Linked DNA regions of Mus musculus: regions 1, 3 and 4 are each linked to region 2. Evidence: chromatin contacts called from public Hi-C and Micro-C data. All regions are on one chromosome and are shown on one strand. Each heading gives the region's core, a stretch centred on a gene start, on an enhancer-like site or on the middle of the called end of the contact. The rest is flanking DNA. Distances are from core to core; before and after follow the strand shown. Region 1 overlaps Bnc2 (basonuclin 2). Region 2 holds the start of Bnc2 (basonuclin 2). Region 3 has its middle 24 kb from the start of Cntln. Region 4 overlaps Bnc2 (basonuclin 2).

Region 1 (2,749 bases), core at 59-2,558, 220 kb before region 2:
GATACTCTAGTGGCGGCCTGTGGCCCAGCAGTGAGTCCGGAAAGCAGAGCTTTTAATAAAGCAGCACTTGCACACGCTCACAGCCCCATTAATTTAATACCTGCCGCTTGTTTACCAAACAGCACAGGCATGTCTCCGTGTCGATAACTTCCCAGTGACAGTGAGGCGACTGAATGTGGGCAGGGAACAGATGCACCTTTTTACGCTCTGTTAAACCATGTCACAGACTACAGCCCCTGAGCGCATTCCTTTATTTATGCTGTAGCCAGTTGAGCTAATTGTCAGAGACAGACCTGGTTCTAATTCTGCAGAGTGCCGCAACTGCAGGAGCATATGTGCTGAGGCATGAACGGTGCAGAGCTCTAAAAGGAAACGGTTAGAAAACGGAGTCAGAGGGTGGACGCATAATCTGCCAATAGACTACCCACAAAGACTTCAAAAATGTCACCTTTGCAATAGTAGATTAGGAGAGAGGGGGCAAAGGTACAGCGTTGGGAGGATTCAAAGGAACGTGAATTTGAAAGCAAATGCCTATGCACAGACAATACACCATCTGCAGAATCCACTCTACTGTGGCTGTAGTTCACCCTATGCAGGTGTGAAACACTCAGTCTCAAAGACTACCCCATAGAGGGCTAAGGGGCGACACAGTGCAGCCCAGCGGCTCTGCACAACCCCAGTAACAAACACTGCAAACACCCTAGTCCAACTCTATTAGTGACAAAAATATTTGAAAGACTCATTCATCCACCCATAAACTCTAGTGAGCTTGGACAAAGGAACTCCCGTTTATTGTTCTCCACATATCCTGTGGTATTAGCAGTGTTTCTTATTAACTGCAATACCACACTCATATTTTATCAGTAGCGAGAGTTCACTCCAGTTAAAAGTTCTTCACCCGTCATGGACATTTTTCAGCAAATTAATATCTTTTACTTGCATGACTTCTCTTCATATTACAGTTTGGGGTTTAAATGGATCATGATACTTTGCAGAAAGGGGAAAAAAAAAGACAAAAAGAGCTTAGTGTTGATAATTTTTACTACTTATGACTAAATGACCTCAACTGAAGAATAAAAAATTAAGTCATTTGTCTTATGAGGTACAGAGGACATTTTATGGTGAACAATTTAACTAATAATGGGTTGGGGCCAGTCCTTAACAAGTCACATGCTTCCATTGTCCCTTCACCCTCTGCTTATGTTTTTACCACATCCTAACAAAAACATGACCAGAACTGGTGAAAACCATACGGTTCCAACTAATGAATCACATAGTTTCCCGCAAGTACAGTAAGTACTACCAGCTGTGTGACAGTCTGACTTTGGCACTGGAACCAGTGCCGAAAAGGCAGGCCCATTTGAACGCAGCTGTATTGAAAAACCACAAGCAATGTAAGTGTGTCTGCCTGCTCGGGGCGGCTCTGTCTCTGCTCTGTCCTTAGAAAATGCCAGGCATCTTGTTTAGAAAAAGTCTCAGGAATTACAGAGATAAGGAGAAAACCCCACAAAATGTAAAAACATACTGTTTTCAGAAAATGTCACTTTGTAAAGCAGAATGCCATAAGAAAGCAATAAAAGGAGCGGATGTGGACACATACAGAGACACATGTGGGACGGGTCACATGCCTTGACTGAAGGTGGCCTATATACATGTATCTGAGTAAGAGAGGGGACAGAGTGGGCAAGGAATGACAGTAAACACGGATGCTCACCGACAGACACACTCTCTCTCTCTCTCTCTCCCCCCCCCTCTCTCTCTCTCTCTCTCTCTCTCACACACACACACACACACACACACACACACACACACACACCTGAAACCACACAGAGAAAACAACACCCAGACTTTTCAACTGATGTCTCACTAGTGACCGCATGAATTCCTACTATTTAAATTTGCCCTTCACACAAGAGTAAGTTTCACTTGTAAATCAAGAGCATTCTGGAAAAAAAAAAAAATAAAGCAACCTCCCTGGCAAGCTGAAGGTATTTTTACATGCACGCACTTTTTCTTGCTGCACACCATCATTCCCATGAATAAATATCACTGAAAGGGAGAGATATGCTCCACTTTCCTAATCTAGACGTGTTAATGTGGAAAAAGCAGAAATCGTTTTTAAGTGTCTGTTGTGACAAGGCAGTAGCTGTTACATTTCACTATTACTTAGTGATTGGTAGTAGGGTTAAGTATCAAGCTGAGAAAAACAAATACCTAGGGATATTGTTTTCCACTAAGTCTCAACTAAAAACGAATAATAACAACGGTCAAACACTTTATTTGTTGGCTAGCGTTTTAAATACAAGGAAGCCAGTGTAGGACTAACGGAAAGGTCTGCCTTTGATGTTTGCTTTTATCGCCTAATTAGCCAAACACGTTATTTTTAGCTTGTGTCAAAAAGACGCTTGGTTCAGCAGTAATCTAATCCAAAAGTCATAACAACACTACATCTTCTTTTTTTGTTTATACCACAGTTCTATGGATATTTTTTGTTTGTTTTTATGCAGCTAAGAATTGCCACATGAAGTGCAACTTTGACCCTTGGGATTTAAATTCATTCTTAGTGAATTCAGGTGCACTTGGTGAGGGCCAGGTCCAAAGCAACCGTTCATCAAATCTATCACTAGAGCTGGCTCGGGCCAGAAAGATGGCACCACACCTTCCTCAATGAGACAAGGCAAATGAGGGAAATCCACTCAGGTTTGAAAGACCACAGCTACCCATAAATAAGAACAGCACACAGAGCCAC
Region 2 (2,700 bases), core at 100-2,599:
AAGTGGGGCTAACAACAGCGACACTGGGTGGTAGGGAACTCCAAGAAAAAAAGAGTGGTCAAGCCCCATTTCTAACAAATGACTTCCCGAAAGCAGACAGTGAGGCTCATCACTGGGTGAACTAATTGCCTGCTTCCTCGCTGCAGAGAAGCCGTCCCTTCCAGGGACTGGGCTGGAGTCCCCCTGCGCTGTGCCATCCCTTTTCCACCACCACTTGGCACTTACAAGTTTTGTTTTGTTTTAATCTTCGCCTCATCCCACGGGAGATTCCGTCTAGTTTTGTCCTGAGCTCCACCACTACTGTATATATATATATATGTTTTTAAATTCTGCCCCCCTTTCAGGTCTCAAATCCCACCGTCCAGTCGGCGTGTAAGCGCAGTGGGCCGGCTGCTTCAGAACCGCACTTCGGGAAAGCACACACGTGTCTGTCTAGCGGGATTTGACTGGCCGCGTCCGCGTCCTCCGCAGCCGCGCGGGCATCGCTGCGGTCCCCACGCGGGCCGCGGGCCGCGCCCCGGCACCCATGCCCAGCCGCCGCTCAGGGCTCTCAACAGGCCGGCAAGTTGGGAAAGTTGCCGCGGGTCCCGGCAGCCCCGTGCATCCCGGGTCCCCGTGTCCCGCGCCCTCCCCGAGGGCTCCCCGGTCCCCAGAGTCCCCGACTGGCCGCCGCTCACCTAAGGCGCGGGGAGCCCTCGCTCCCGTCCGCCTGCCCGCCCGCTCGCCCTCCCGCAGCCGCCTCGAGAACTTGGGGCCAAGTTGGGGGAGTGGGGGGTGGATTTCGGGAGCGCCGCCGGCTGCCCGCCTCCTCACGCCGCGGCGCTAGAGGAGAACGCGGCCCGCCGCGGCCCCGGGGCGTCCCGCCCGGGTCTGTCCCTACCAAGTGCAGACGCAAGCGGAGAGGAGGTGGAAACTTCTTACCATCTCGGCATGCTGGTTGTCAAGTGCAGCCCCCGCCTCTTGGTCTCCTCTTAGCGGCCGCGCCTGGACCAGCCCCTCGGCCGCCTCAGCTCGCCGCTCGGCCTGCTCCCTCCCCCGCCCGGCCGCTCCGGGCCGCGCTCGCCGCCCGCGCCACTCCCCACCCGCCCGCGCGCGCCCTCGCCGCGGCCCCTCGGCGCTCAGGTGACTGATTTACACCCGCGCCCAGGGTCGCGCTCGCTCCCTCGAGCCGGCGCTCCGAGTTGTCCCGCTCCTCCCCGGGCAGAGGGAGAAAAGAAAAAAAGGGAACGGACTGTCCGGGAGGGGGGCTGCTGGCGAGGCGGGGTGCGCGCGGCGGCGCGGGGGGGACCGGTGGCCGCGCCGGCACAAGTTTCTGCTCCCGGCGCAACTGTCCGGACTAGGGTGTTCGCCGCCTGTTTTGTTGTTGTCCTCAAGCTTTTCTAGGGGCTTCGGGGAGGATGTCTAGCCCTCCCCCACCCCCACCTCGCTAGACACACACCCCCTCTTCCGTGGATGGAAAAACAACTTTGGCGCCCCCCGGGGGGTGCGGGCGTGGAAGTGGAGGTGGCGGCCAGCGCCCAGCTGTCAACAAGGGGGAAAAATGCGAGGAGCCGGGAGGGGAGAGGGAAGGCTGCGAGCCGCCGCCGAGCACCGGGCGCGAACTTTATTCCGACTGCGGCGCAGCGCCTCCGCTCCGGGCTTCTCCCACTCTCGGTCTGCTCGGCCCGGCTCTGGTCTGCCTTGGGCGGCGCCGGAGTGAAGGCAGGGGAAGCCCGGGGACCGTGACGCGCCCGGGGACCCGGGGCAGAAAGTTGCGCACAGCTAGGGGCGAAAAGTTTCTGGGAGCGGCGGCTTTGGTGCCGGCCCAGACGGCGGCTTGCGGCCAGGGCTTCCTTCCCCTTCTAGGTCTGGGCCTGGAGCTGCAGCTGGCGGGGGAGAGGAAGGAGACTGCCACCCTAGCGGGCGCCCGCGACGGACACCAGTCACACGTGTGGGGTGACACTCAGACGACCCGAGTTGCCCTGCTTTAAGACACGGGTTGCCGGCGGCAGGCTCGGCACGCAGCCGCCAGCGGTTGAAGGACACTTCTTAAATGGAAGCAAAACACAGTCGGGCTGCAAGATTCGGGGGGGAGGGGGGAGACTTAATCATCCTCATCTTTCTAATGTACACCGTGTGCCAAAACCGTCTCCGCCTCGTGCAGATTTATCATCGCTAGAGCAAACTTTTTGCTTATCTGTCTCGGGAGGAAAGCACAGGTTTCTAGCACACTCTTGAGCTCTAAGAAATCAGAGAATCCTGCGGAAGATTTGGTTGGCTGAAAACAGGTTTGATTACTGTTTCTTCCTGAAAAGAGTAACTCGTCCCTCCTTCCATTCTCTCTTTCCCCAAGCAGAGGGAGAAGCCTCATAATTTCATTCAGAGGTCAGAATTAAATTCCTCCGAAAATATGTAGACTTGGAATTTAGGACACACTCACACACATACACACACCGTCATAAGTTTAATGTATATTCACAATGGTTAAGCTTAATTTTTTTTTCAGGATCCATGGCTGACTAGATCCCAAGTAGCAACAGCTGGCCTGAGAATGTGAGTTAGCTTATCCACGTGGATCCAGCCTTTTTTTTTTTTTCTTTTTTTTTTAAACATTAGGGCCACCAGCACCTGCAGTTCCTTGTACTAGTTGGGTTCAAATTCCTGACTCCTCCTAGGCCCATGCAAAGCAGATTGGTAGTCACTTCAGAATCTGTCGATTCT
Region 3 (2,832 bases), core at 59-2,558, 180 kb after region 2:
CCTATATATGGACTTTCTTAAGCAAACAATCTTTTGTTATAGAAGGACATGTTACTGTGCAAGAATGGTAAACATGGATATAGGAAAAGAAAAACAGTTTCAACTGTAACCAAAATGTTCCAATCTGTCAGTCAAAATATACAGCTGGCACCTTCTTGTGAGAGTTGCTCATCCCACTGTGAAATCCAAGGATACACAGATAGACAAGTTTGATAAAGCATTTTCTTATTAACCATGTGCTTCCTGAATTCTGATTTAATACTATATTTCCTTCCTTCCTTCCTTCCTTCCTTCCTTCCTTCCTTCCTTCCTGCCTGCCTGCCTGCCTGCCTGCCTGCCTGCCTGCCTTCCCTCTCACTCAGTAGGATCTCATATAGCCCAGACTGGCCTCAGACTTGCTCTGACCTTCTAATCCTCTGCCTCAATCTCCCAAGTGTCTGGATTACAGGAGTGGGCCATGTCCCTGATTTTATGCAGTGCTGGAAATGGAAGTCGGGGTGTTGTGCATGCTAGATAAGCACTCTCCCAACTGAGCAGACCCCCCCCCACTCATTCCGTTAATACAATATTTTCTATTATCACAGAAAAATATTCTAATGTGAAGATGTAACAAGCTTAGTTAGAGATAAACAATCGTGAAAATGTCAAAACTTTTAGATAAATATTAATGAAAACATCTCATTTAAAGAAGAAACAATTAAAAAGACTAGAAACATAGATTATTTAGTGACTACATCAACAGGAGTTAGGGGCAGCATAGAGTTCTAGCTGGAATCATGTGCAGCTTACCCTGCACTGATGGCAGGGTCGAGGGAGGGGCGCCTCGTTTCCCCACTCACTCCCCACTACCCTTCTGCTGTGATACTGTTAACTCCAGGGCTAGGTTTCTAATCTGTCCTTAATGTTTACCTGTTAATGGGGAAAACTGTTTTTCTTATAATATCATCAAATTAAAATAATGTTTTATTTACTTCTGCCTTCTTTCTCTTCTGTATTGGAAAAGGCAGTACCAAAGCTCATTGTGAAAAAGAAGAAAGAGAGAGAGAGAGAGAGAGAGAGAGAGAGAGAGAGAGAGATTACTGACATCTGTTTTCTTTTTCAGTTCAACACTGTTGACATGGATTGAATTTCAAAAAATTTTCAAGAAGACCTTGAGCTCGTGGAAAGAGACTCACACTGGATGTATTTGCTAGTTTGGTTTGCATGGTTTATTTAGTAGTATGAACGGCAGCGCTGTGTGTGTGTGTGTTTAGAAACACTGAGCACAGTGAACAATTAAAATGTGAAGAAACTGTGGCTGCCTCTTACAACTAAGGACAAGCCTCTTTCATAAGGTCTAAAGAGTGGAACCTTGTGGGATTAAACTCATTTTGTACCCAAGCATTTGAAGCATGAAGCGCCTTACTTTGCCCCCTCAGAGTCAGAGGACAGGATTTAAAAGGGGTTTTGGTGGTTGTGGGATGATGGATGAGGGTCCCCTCTGGTTGCCAGAGGATCTGTGACCAGCACAAAAACTGCTTGGTCTGGGTTAATTAATTGCAGGAACAGTTTATTCTGATGCAGGGCAAGCACCTTGACTAAAATCTCAGCATCTGTGTTGATTAAAGATCTGAGGCTGGAGAAAGCACATAGTTGGGGGTCTTACATATTTGGGGAGCCATCTGGGCTTCTTTTAATGAGAGAGGGCTTCTGCATTCCAGGTCTCAAAGCTGCATTATGCTAGTCAGCATTAATGGGTGCCTTTTGCCCAGCTCCACAGCACTTCAATTAAGATACTATGATGTCTCTGGTTATCTGTGTCAGCATCTATTCGGGGTCTCACCATTGCTTCTCATTTCCTATGAACCTAGTGGTAAGAGAACAGAGTACAAATCTTCCTAGCTTTGTTTACGTCCAAGTCTGGTGTGGAGACTGAACAGATTTGTCAGTTTTGAATGTCACCGTCAGTGAGGAATCCACTAGGCTCTGTGGCACCTTCAAGATGTGTTATAGAAAGTGTGTTTTCTGAAAATATCTTCAGAATGCTATGTCTACAATCAACTCTCGTTGGCTTTCATCTTATGTTTTGTTCTTTGTTTCTGTAACTATAGAAATGGTTTCACAAGTTCAATAAAAAGGAAATAATAAAAATAGAAAATAATGTCACATCAAAAAAAATTCCCTCAGGAAGTTCATATTTGGTAGCTTTATGGCTTGATTGCTTATAAAATGATGAAGCTAATTTGAGGGTTTTATTGGAATCCTAAATTACACACCACAAAGATTTTTAAGCCTGTCGCCAGCTTTGATACCATTCAGGGCAACAACTTCGGTCCAGGCAGTGTTTCCTCAAGTGCTTTGCTCTTTGTAGTCATGGAGATTTAAGTCAGCCACTGGTAATAGTCTCTTGATCGTGCCGGAAGCTAGGGTTGCTTCTTTATTTCATTACTTTTGAAAAACATTTTATTATGAAGTATATCACAAATACATGGTTACATAAGGCACAAATGGATTTGTGAGATAATAATACAATAAACACCTATTTCCCCCCTCACCCTACGAGTTAGTATAGCACAAATTTGTCTTCGGTGCTATGACAAATTGCACTTGCTTCTAACCCTCCTCAGAGGTGAGTGCAGTTGACGTTTAAGTGGCACTTTCTCTTCCTTAAACATGTTCACTTGTGTATATCCTTGCATCATTTGTGTATGTACATGTGTACATGTGAGTGTGTGCAGGCCCATGCAAACACTTGTGTGCAGACTAGGATGATAATATATGGATATGTGTGTGTGTGTGCCTTGTCTGTCTGTTCACCCATGTGCCCTGTGACTGTGTATATTTGTGACTCAT
Region 4 (2,742 bases), core at 118-2,617, 170 kb before region 2:
AGGTGATAGAAATAAACACACTAGCACTTTTATAATAAGAATTCAATACATGGCTCTGATTTGGGAAACATTTCCATAAACTAGAGAACATGTGGCAGACATTTTATGGATTATTTTTTAAATGTTTTAAAAAAATACCCTGATCTTATTCAGGGAATAAGGGGCCTTTTCGTTTGCCAAAAAGTGTAATAGGAAAACAGAAAGGCCACCTGTGTCAGCCCACCCTATAGCATGAACATGAGCTATAAGGGCATTTTAGAAACTATTTTCAAACTGAGATGAGAAACAAAAAACATCAGTATCAATACAGATTCTAAACAGATGCACAAGGCCCCTGTGCATGTCAGTGATTATGTGTGTGGCCTCCCCAAGCAAGTTAATTCCACACGCCTCCCAAACTCCCTACACTTTCTCTTTAACAAGCTACTTGTGATTAAACTACAGCCTCCTACATAGCAACTTGAACAATGGATAAAAACACAGGGACATGGAGCAAGGTGACTTTTTCCACACCCATAATTGGATTTTTTTGTTTTTTAAAATTTTAAATGACTATTGCATCCTACAGAACATTCAACACTTAACACTTGGTATTTGTAGATTAAATGCTTTCCTGGGACAGCCTATAGAATAGACTGTCTTTCTCAGAGCTGAGGGACTTGGGGGAAGCTGTAGTGGTGACACTCTTTGTAGCCTGCAGACAATAGTAAACTCTTAGCACTCCCAGAGTTGCATCAGATTTTCCTTGGATGGAGACTGAAATGAAAGTTCGATTACTAAGAGGTAGATAAGTAAAATAAACAACTAATTTCATACAGGGAGGGCGGGAGGGCGTCATGCGGACCTCATTCTGTTGTCTCTGAACACTTTATCTGAGGGGGAAAAGGAGCTGAGTAAACTTTAAACTCTCATGTAGGGATGTATTGCTTGTGTGTCCCTGGCAGATGTGGAAAGGAGATGAAATGGGCAAGGGAGAATCAAATATCCCTTCGCTGCAGGTTTGCTGAGGGAAAGAGCGCTGCAAAGACCTCACATCTGGCAATCATTTGTCAATAGCTGGAAAGAGAACGGCAGGAAACTTTCTGGCTCTTGGAGAAGATGAAAAGACAAAAACCATCTCTCTCTCTCTCTCTCTCTCTCTCACACACACACACATACACACACACACACACACACACACACACACACATACACACCACATGCACATACACACACATACACACATCATACAAGGACTACCACACTCATGTTCTGCCATGGCCACCCCCACCACCAAATTTAATGATCTTCAGATATACTGTACTCCATGGTAAAAAACACGCAGTCACTTGACTTGTTAAAGCTGCAGTGTGTGTACATTTTTCAAATAAACCCCAGGGCTGATGTTAGAAAATCAAAATCAGTCAAGCAGAGACCGCCTGGTACTTTGGGCAGGAATCCTTGTGGTTTAGTCAATAAACAGAATCTGAATGAAAGACACCACAGTAACTAGACAGTAACGTTTTGAACAGCTCTTAACCTGAAAGGGGGGGTGGTGTGCTAGTGACCGAGGACATAAGGGTACCAGTCCACTTAGAGCTGAGGACCTGCAATGTGACTCTTAGCACACACTCATCTGTTATTCCTAATAAAAAAAGGAGAGAAAATAGCATTATATGGGGTTATTATATGTAAGTGAACCTAAAAGAGCTTTTCAAAAAATTAGTTATATCTATCTATAATTAGGTAGTAAAGGGAAACTTCTCTCCATTTTGTTCATACTGATATACTACAGATAATGTGCAGGCTTCACTGTGTGTCCTAAAAAATGATCAGCTTTGTCCCAGTAGGTTCATCATACAATAAACAAAAGTTTTCAAGATATCTCCATGCCACATTAATTAAGTTCTCCAAAGTCACAGGCATATAAATCTGCTTGTGGTGATAGATAGACTTCAAGGGGTGGCTTCTGGTTCACCCTCGTGCTGCATTTAACTGGCAGTGGCTGCTGCTGTGGACCCCGTCCCTCTGACTCCGTAAGTAAAGGCTGCAGGTTGTTTAATAACCTGGCAAATTCACAGTAGCTTGTCAAATTATTACAGGAACAGTGTCATCACTAAACAAGCCTGATCACGGTTAATTACAATGCAGACCAGAGAGCAGCCTCAACTGTTCATTAATTACAGGAAGCACCTCATTTAAATTTTATGGAAATTTACACTTGCACCCTGGTATGTCTGGAAAAAAGAGAGAGAGAGATCCTTCACGCATTCACTGAAGAAAGGAGTCTGTGGTTTATGAAACATTACAGTAAATTGTGTCTAATCTGGTTCTGAAATATTGGTTCATTATTTACTCTAATTTTCTAAGCACTTCAGTAGTGAAAAACACCAAGTCAAACCTCACATAGTGAACTCTCAACCAAGAGAAGAGCTGCGAAGTTAACTGTACCAACTCAATCCATGAGGAGATGCAGCTAGGCTAAGAAAGGCCAACAGTCTGTTAGAAATATACAAAACATTTATCAGCAGTTAAGGGGGGGCTGTCCTAGAAGGACCATGTCCTAGAAGGCAGTCGTGCCGGTGCACAATTCTGTGCTGCTATTCATCAATAAAATTCCCAAGCTAAGCAGAAAATTCCAGCTTCGCATCTACTTCAGAAGCCACTCAGAAAAATAAGGCAAGACATAAGGTGAGCTAAATCTGACTTTCTAGCCACTTTTCTATCAAAAGTCAATCCAGGTACTGAGTAGGACAGTTACTC

What was found. A called contact is a pair of places that touch in the nucleus more often than the background predicts.
Region 1: a contact with region 2 is called in a Hi-C map of the C2C12 cell line, with 3 times the contacts expected there. The contact joins the enhancer-like site here to the promoter of Bnc2 in region 2. A contact is called at or near these places in 5 of 39 promoter capture datasets (the 3T3-L1 cell line, 3T3-L1-derived adipocytes, maxillary cranial neural crest and 1 more), 11 of 484 Hi-C or Micro-C datasets (the C2C12 cell line, adipose-derived mesenchymal stem cells, cranial neural crest and 4 more) and 4 of 115 datasets of contacts at active chromatin or transcription factors (embryonic limb bud, fibro-adipogenic progenitors, kidney and 1 more).
Region 3: a contact with region 2 is called in a Hi-C map of the C2C12 cell line, with 3 times the contacts expected there. The contact joins the enhancer-like site here to the promoter of Bnc2 in region 2. A contact is called at or near these places in 3 of 39 promoter capture datasets (the 3T3-L1 cell line and maxillary cranial neural crest) and 13 of 484 Hi-C or Micro-C datasets (3T3-L1-derived adipocytes, the C2C12 cell line, adipose-derived mesenchymal stem cells and 9 more).
Region 4: a contact with region 2 is called in a Micro-C map of palatal mesenchyme, with 2.6 times the contacts expected there. The contact joins the enhancer-like site here to the promoter of Bnc2 in region 2. A contact is called at or near these places in 3 of 39 promoter capture datasets (the 3T3-L1 cell line, frontonasal cranial neural crest and maxillary cranial neural crest), 2 of 484 Hi-C or Micro-C datasets (nephron progenitors and palatal mesenchyme), 4 of 115 datasets of contacts at active chromatin or transcription factors (the NIH/3T3 cell line, craniofacial prominence, embryonic stem cells and 1 more) and 4 of 9 other capture datasets (adipose tissue, embryonic stem cells, liver and 1 more).

The regions. Positions count from the first base shown.
Region 1 is chr4:84,456,448-84,459,196 of GRCm38.p6, forward strand. All of the region lies in intron 3 of Bnc2 (basonuclin 2), which reads right to left. Among named protein-coding and RNA genes, the nearest start is that of Bnc2, 220 kb to the right of the region's middle. Within about 2 kb of position 1,309, at least 49 of the 459 cell types and tissues checked have an H3K27ac peak or open chromatin away from gene starts, as enhancers often do. A contact at or near this core is called in the C2C12 cell line, embryonic fibroblasts, embryonic limb bud and 4 more, where this site is marked.
Region 2 is chr4:84,674,054-84,676,753 of GRCm38.p6, forward strand. It overlaps Bnc2 (basonuclin 2), which reads right to left and starts at 1,350. Exons shown (of 7, transcript NM_001369083.1): 1 at 922-1,350. The coding sequence starts at 924.
Region 3 is chr4:84,858,998-84,861,829 of GRCm38.p6, forward strand. No RefSeq gene overlaps it. Among named protein-coding and RNA genes, the nearest start is that of Cntln, 24 kb to the right of the region's middle. Within about 2 kb of position 1,309, at least 2 of the 459 cell types and tissues checked have an H3K27ac peak or open chromatin away from gene starts, as enhancers often do.
Region 4 is chr4:84,501,779-84,504,520 of GRCm38.p6, forward strand. All of the region lies in intron 3 of Bnc2 (basonuclin 2), which reads right to left. Among named protein-coding and RNA genes, the nearest start is that of Bnc2, 170 kb to the right of the region's middle. Within about 2 kb of position 1,368, at least 17 of the 459 cell types and tissues checked have an H3K27ac peak or open chromatin away from gene starts, as enhancers often do. A contact at or near this core is called in craniofacial prominence and palatal mesenchyme, where this site is marked.